Linked DNA regions of Gossypium hirsutum: region 1 is linked to region 2. The links are chromatin contacts, called in public Hi-C maps. All regions are on one chromosome and are shown on one strand. The core of a region is the stretch at or near the end of the contact, and the rest is flanking DNA. Distances in the headings are between cores, read along the strand shown.

Evidence for each region. A called contact is a pair of places that touch in the nucleus more often than the background predicts.
Region 1: a Hi-C map of fibers shows a contact between it and region 2, with 4 times the contacts expected there. The contact joins the enhancer-like site here to the promoter of LOC107933501 in region 2. A contact is called at or near these places in 12 of 34 Hi-C or Micro-C datasets (anther, fibers, hypocotyl and 5 more).

What each region holds. Positions count from the first base shown.
Region 1 is chrA12:44,001,337-44,004,583 of Gossypium_hirsutum_v2.1, reverse strand. No RefSeq gene overlaps it. Among protein-coding and RNA genes, the nearest start is that of LOC107933495, 3.5 kb to the left of the region's middle. Within about 2 kb of position 1,668, at least 4 of the 9 cell types and tissues checked have an H3K27ac peak or open chromatin away from gene starts, as enhancers often do. A contact at or near this core is called in fibers, where this site is marked.
Region 2 is chrA12:43,949,226-43,952,275 of Gossypium_hirsutum_v2.1, reverse strand. LOC107933501 (elongator complex protein 4) reads left to right here and starts at 1,726. Exons shown (of 9, transcript XM_016865729.2): 1 at 1,726-2,035; 2 at 2,497-2,695; 3 at 2,812-3,038. The coding sequence starts at 2,563.

The DNA of each region.
Region 1 (3,247 bases), core at 419-2,918, 52 kb before region 2:
GTTTGACTGGCTTAGCTGCTACACTATGCATACCGAAGGTTTGTTTCAGTAGCACAGTGAGGGAAAAGGTGTTCCCATTGAGCTTGGGTGTTGTTGCCAGTAGATGCCCAGAAAACATTGCACAAATCGACCCGAATCCTTAACATGACTCCATATATAAAATGCAGGAGAAGTTTTGAAAGAAGCAAGACTAAGATGATGTTGGTTAAATTGAGTCCGACATAGGTGATGTCTTATATCTGCTCTTAACATGATTCTCAAGAAATCTTCAAGTTTTCCTGCAGGGCAGCTGGAAAATAGGTTTAACATGGAGATGGCGTGGTCGGGCCTAAAAAAATACATGGAAATTATGATAGATAGAAAATTTTGGGCACTAATAAAAATGATAGCATTTTATAGGGTTTTAAAATATTTTCCTACACAAAAAATGTTAGCATTTAGAGTATGTGAGGTGCTTCTTTATTTATTTTTAAAATGCTAATCCCATCTTGTAATGCTTATTTACTCTTTTTACCAGCTTTATGTTAATTTTATCAGCAAATTTTTATTAAAAAGAATTTTATGGAGTATCTGACAAATTTTTTGATGAAGAGGTGAAGGTTCATGGAAACTCTTAACATAATTATGTTAAAAATGATTAGTGTGAATTTCTATTTTAAAAAAAAATATATATTAATTATTATAAAAATGATTAGTGTGATAATTTTTTTTAAACAATTAAAATTAAATCATTAGCCTAAAAAAAGAGTTGATAACACATTTACTAATAAAAATAACAAGAAAAATACAAATCATATGAAAATTTATCTAATTGTTTTAGTACATATTTGTTTGATTATTCACTCTTTAATATTTAACATATGCTCTTTATCAACATTTGTTAGTTTTTGATCGAGTTCATCATTTGAATTAGAATATACATCTTTTAAGATTATCAAGATTTTTTTCCATATATTTTTCGAAGTATGGATCGTGTTAATTCTACTTATGATTCAAGTTATAAAATATGCAAGATACTAGTATGATTCAATTTTGTTTTTTTATTCTATACTAAGGTGATGTTAATATGGAAAATATTTTTTTAGAACAACAAATGTCTTCTCAACTACATTTCAAAATCTTAAATGTCTCAAATTAAAAAGTTCGCGAGCTGACTATAGTACTTGTGTTTGGTACCATTCTCTCAAACGGTATCATCTCCTATAATATAATGCAAGAAAACCTTTTGTATTTATATAATTAATATCGATCTTATAAAAAATTGATCACACGAATATATAATAAAATAAAGATTTAACCCAAAATATTATACTTAAATTATACTAGTTTTCCTAATTTAGTACCTAAACTTTTTTTCTCTCAACCGAAGCTACACTTCAAAATTTGTTTTACCCAAAAAGTTAACTATTATTTTAAAAAAATTCCACCAATCAAGGACTGCCATGTGTGATATTTTATTCATTTTTACAAAATATTATTTAAATTACCAAAATTCCATTAGAAATAATTTTGAAAAAAGTAAAACATATTTACAATATTTTTATAAGTTACAAAAGTTACTGTCCAAAAAGAAAAAACATTCTCTGAAGTCGAGGGTTAGGGTTCTTGTTTCAGATGACATTGCAAGTTGGAGATGCCTATAGGAAGCTCAAAATCTTATGGTGGGGGGATTGAGTGAGCCGATTTGTATTTCAAATACCTTGGAGCAAAGGTAAGAAATTTTATGCGTGTTCAAAGTATAAAGAGGTATTTTTTTGGAAGGGGGATTTTGATTAATACCATAATTTGAAAGAAATTAATCTCAGACCCTCATTAAAAGCTATGGGTTATCAGGTTATAGATCTAATTTCGAATTTGATACTTTATGTACTTGATTATTGAACCTTTTTATTTTACTTGATGACTAAATTTTTTTTATTAGTTGTTTCTACTTTATTATTATCAGATTGTCGTTGATTGATATGAGTGAAATACAGTTTTGATGGAAGTATGATTTAACAAATATATGGTATGGGTGCAAATTTTTTGAATGGATCAGAAATTATGAAGGGAATGGGAATGTTGATGATTATATTGGATGAAGGAACTTCGTCACTTGAGTTTCCAACCCTCAAATTGCATCACTCTCATGTTCGAATAACTTGTACATGCTTCTCTTAACACCAATAACTAGGACCACACTTTTCCATGAGCAGTATATGTTAGGTTTCTTCCCATGAAAAACGACATGGAACTTCTCTATTTTTTTTTTTTGTAGATTCATATTCTTAAATATCTAAAAGAGATGATGAAGACTTAAATTTTCGGTAAGGGAGGAAGATGGTATATTAAAAGCTTAAACTTTTTGGAAAGAAAAAGTAAGAAACGATTAAACAATGGATGATGGTAAATAATTATAAATGAAGGCTGCCATGGGGAAAACAAGATTATCATTCTAGTTGGGTGGGAGATACGGATGGTCAAACAGTCAGTTGAATTAATAATCCAACCAAATTAGTATAAATTGAATTAATTAAAAAATTTTATTATTTAACCGTTAATCAAATCAATATTTTTAAAAAAAATTAGTCAAATCAAAATATTTCGGTTAATTTAGTCAATTAATTGAATTAACTAAAATTTATATTTTTTTTTGTTAAAACAAATATAAAACATATCAAAAAAAATTTTGATAACGTTCATTTGACTAAATTAACCGAAATAATCGAATTATAAATCTTGAAACACTACATAATTAAAAACACTACATGAGTTTTGAAATTAACACAATTAAAATGTAATAGTCTTTAATATTCTCTATTTGCATCAATTTCTTCTCTTCAAAAGATCTTCATTTGCATTATACCTAGAAAATATATGCAAAAAATGAGCATATACTAATATATATGCATTTCAAAAAATCGAATAATATAAACAAATGAATCGGTTGCAAGTTAACAAAAATGAGATAGCAAGCATACCCTTCAACTCATGAAAGCTCATGACTGTAGGGTAGGTTCTGACGCATTACAAGAAAAGTCTAAAATTTGAAATGATTAAATAAGTTAATTTATAAGTGATTGAAACTATTAAATTAAAAATAAACATACCATTTTTAGTATTGTCAAGCTTTTGGATTTGTTCCTCAATCTTCTTGATGTCTTTTTTTATGATGATTTTCGAATCCACTTTTTTTATGATGTTTTTTTTTTGTGGTTCACTGAGAGAAACATTGTGCTACCATACTCGATTGGCTATAAGCACTATG
Region 2 (3,050 bases), core at 477-2,976:
GAAATTTTGAAAGTAATAGAAACAAATAGAGTTGAGGAAAAAGAGTTCTTATGGAGAGATTCCGGCCTCCGGTTGCCTCGAGCCGCCTTGGGTTCAATCCTCGACTTTTAGGTGATCTTTCTCAAACAAAAAAGCCAGTTATAGTAGAAGAGGACACCTACGACCACCAGCTCAAAGATTTTAGACTTACGATTTAGCGGAACCTGACTCTAGCCAACAATCGCTTTTGTGGGATCATCTTATGCTAGATCATCACTTCTCAATGGCGAATACCACGCCACTTTGTCTCTTGGGCTCGCCAACCTCTGACGCAGTAAGCTAACGAACCGACTGTGCAACCTTCCCAAAATATACAAAGCAGTCTTTCCTTGCACACGTTGAAAAGATCACTTTTTAAGGGACATGGATGGAAGCGTCAGCCCAGTAATGCGGAGAAACGATGAATACTCATTTGAGAAAGCTAAGTGCAGATTCTAAGCCTTATGAACCCTTTTGGGGATTTTCAACAACCTTTGGCTAGATAAGTTTAGTGGCTCATGATTTTTGGGGAAAAGGAAATAAGTGTAATGGAAATAAAATTTTTATTGAAAAATATGGAAATAACAAAAGGCTAAATTTTATGGGAGAGAGAGTGTTTACAGAAAAGATGAGTGTAATTTGTGTCACTCCATCCCCTATTTATAGTACTAGAAAACCTAATTTATTCCTAATTAAATTCTAAAAGATAAACAAAATTAAATAAAGATAATTAAAGATAAATAAGGATAAATAAAGATAAAAGTAAAATTAAATCTAAATAATAATCCTTAATAATTATTCTAATATAATTAAAAATTAAATAGAGTCTTGTGCTATAAAATCTCTTCTTTTGTATTTTTGCTCCCAAAATCTTCCACACTTTGCATTTTTGGCACCATTTCTCTCCTACTTCGCATGTTGGCCCAATTTAACTTCAAATTCACGCTTTTAGCACCCAAATTTCATTTTGCCTTCAATTTAGTCCCTGTAAGATAAAAAACCATAAATAACTCAAATTAGTAGGATCATACTCAAAATAAATATATAATTAATACATAAAAATATGTCATCCTACATATAATATATAATATTATTTATTAAGTTCGATTAATTCGATTAATTACTTGATTTCGATCCGAATTAACCGTTAACTAAAATTTCAAAAAACCTTTAATTGACCTCCAACCGAGCTAGATCGATTAACCGACTGGTTAGCCAAATTAGATTGGTTCGGTTGGTTAATTCAATTTTACTCGAAGTTTGAGCACCCAGATAATAAAAGATAAGAGAGAATTGGCTTTAAAAATATTTTAGATGAGAGACTTTTTGGCTTTTATTTTTAAACAATCACAAAGGGTATATAAGAGAATTATTATCTTCCATTTGGACATTTTTTTAATACAAATGCCTAGAACTGCTCACAATCCCTCTCCAACCCTTAAATAGGAGGATAAATGTGTTTCAATGCACTTGAACCTATGTCCTCCTACATAAACAACAATGTCGATACTAATCGAGCTAAAACTCATTTGGTCCCAAAGTGAAAACTTTGAACATATAATTTTTAAACACCAAACATTTTCCTTATGAAAATACTATACAACAACGGTCTAAAGAACATGAGTTTAAATAAGAATGAAAATTTTCTTAATCTAACAGTTAAACTATATATAAGAAATTAGCTATGAATCTTAATCATTGGATTGGCAAATTTTTCATCATTACTCTTTTCCATTCTTCATATCAAGCAGATTATAAGCATAGAGAGAATTATATATAGTTTAGATATTTTATAAAAGATTAATTAATTATAAATCTAAGCCTAACATTGGCCCAGTGAAATAACTAATGGGTTAAGTCCAAACAAGTAGCTCCGCTTCATAAAACCTGAAAAACATCGATTAAACAAAACGAAAACGCAAATAATTACTCTGAAAACGGCCAACTCTTGAGGCAGGAAACTTGAAGCCGAAGAGTTTGAAGCAGTTGCTGTAATTTTCTCTTTCAAGAGAGCAAGGTGAGAATTTAATTCTTCCCTGTTTTGTTACTTAGACAGAAAAGCAAAAGAATAACACTCTTTTGGAGCTTTTTTGATGTATGGTAAACTTTACCAATCAGCTGCGTACCATATATTCGATAAAAAGCTTGAATGAAAAGAGAAAAATACATCTTAAAAATAATGAAAAACAATATGGGTTATTGAAGGTTATACTTCTTTCTATGTTCATTGATTTTAGCCAAGATGGGTGGTTCCATATACATGCTTTTGAATGGATAGGTAAAGGTTTGAATGGAAAATAGCTCAAATTTAAGTTAAATATAACATTTTTAATTTTAATCCTGTGGTTATGATAATCATGTTTTTTTTTCTTGTTTAGTTGATTCCATTGCTGATTTCGACATCTTCAATGATAGTTATTTTTTGGGTTTTTAGGTTTTGTTTTGATTAACTGTGCAACTGGGTATTGCTTGCTGCAGTTAAACCAGGAAAGTCTCAGATCACTTCATTGAGTGGTGTTTTGATTTTTTACTGTTGCTACTGCTATGGCTGCGGCCAAGACTCGGACAAGTACCTTCTCTCGAAACCTTTCCACTGCAGCCCCATCTCATGGCCCCGGACTTAAGTGTGGGCCAAATGGCACGGTCTTTCTATCTTCTGGGATACCCGATCTTGACAGTAATGTCATACACTCTTATTCTTATCACTGTCTAACATTCTTTTTTGGCCTTGCTTTCTCTCAGTTCTTTGAGGTGATTTGTTCTGTTATTGAATAGTTTTTACTTGATATTCAGAGATACTGGGTGGTGGGTTCCCATTGGGAAGTCTAGTTATGGTGATGGAAGACGCAGAAGCACCTCATCACATGCTTTTGTTGAGGAATTTCATGGCTCAGGGACTTGTTCTCGGCCAACCTCTTCTCTATTCTAGTCCAGCCAGAGATCCAAGGGGTTTTTTGGGTACTTTGCCAAGTCCTGCTGCATCCAAAGATGACAAATCCCGGGAACGCGATCCAGATCAGGTTCCTTTTTCT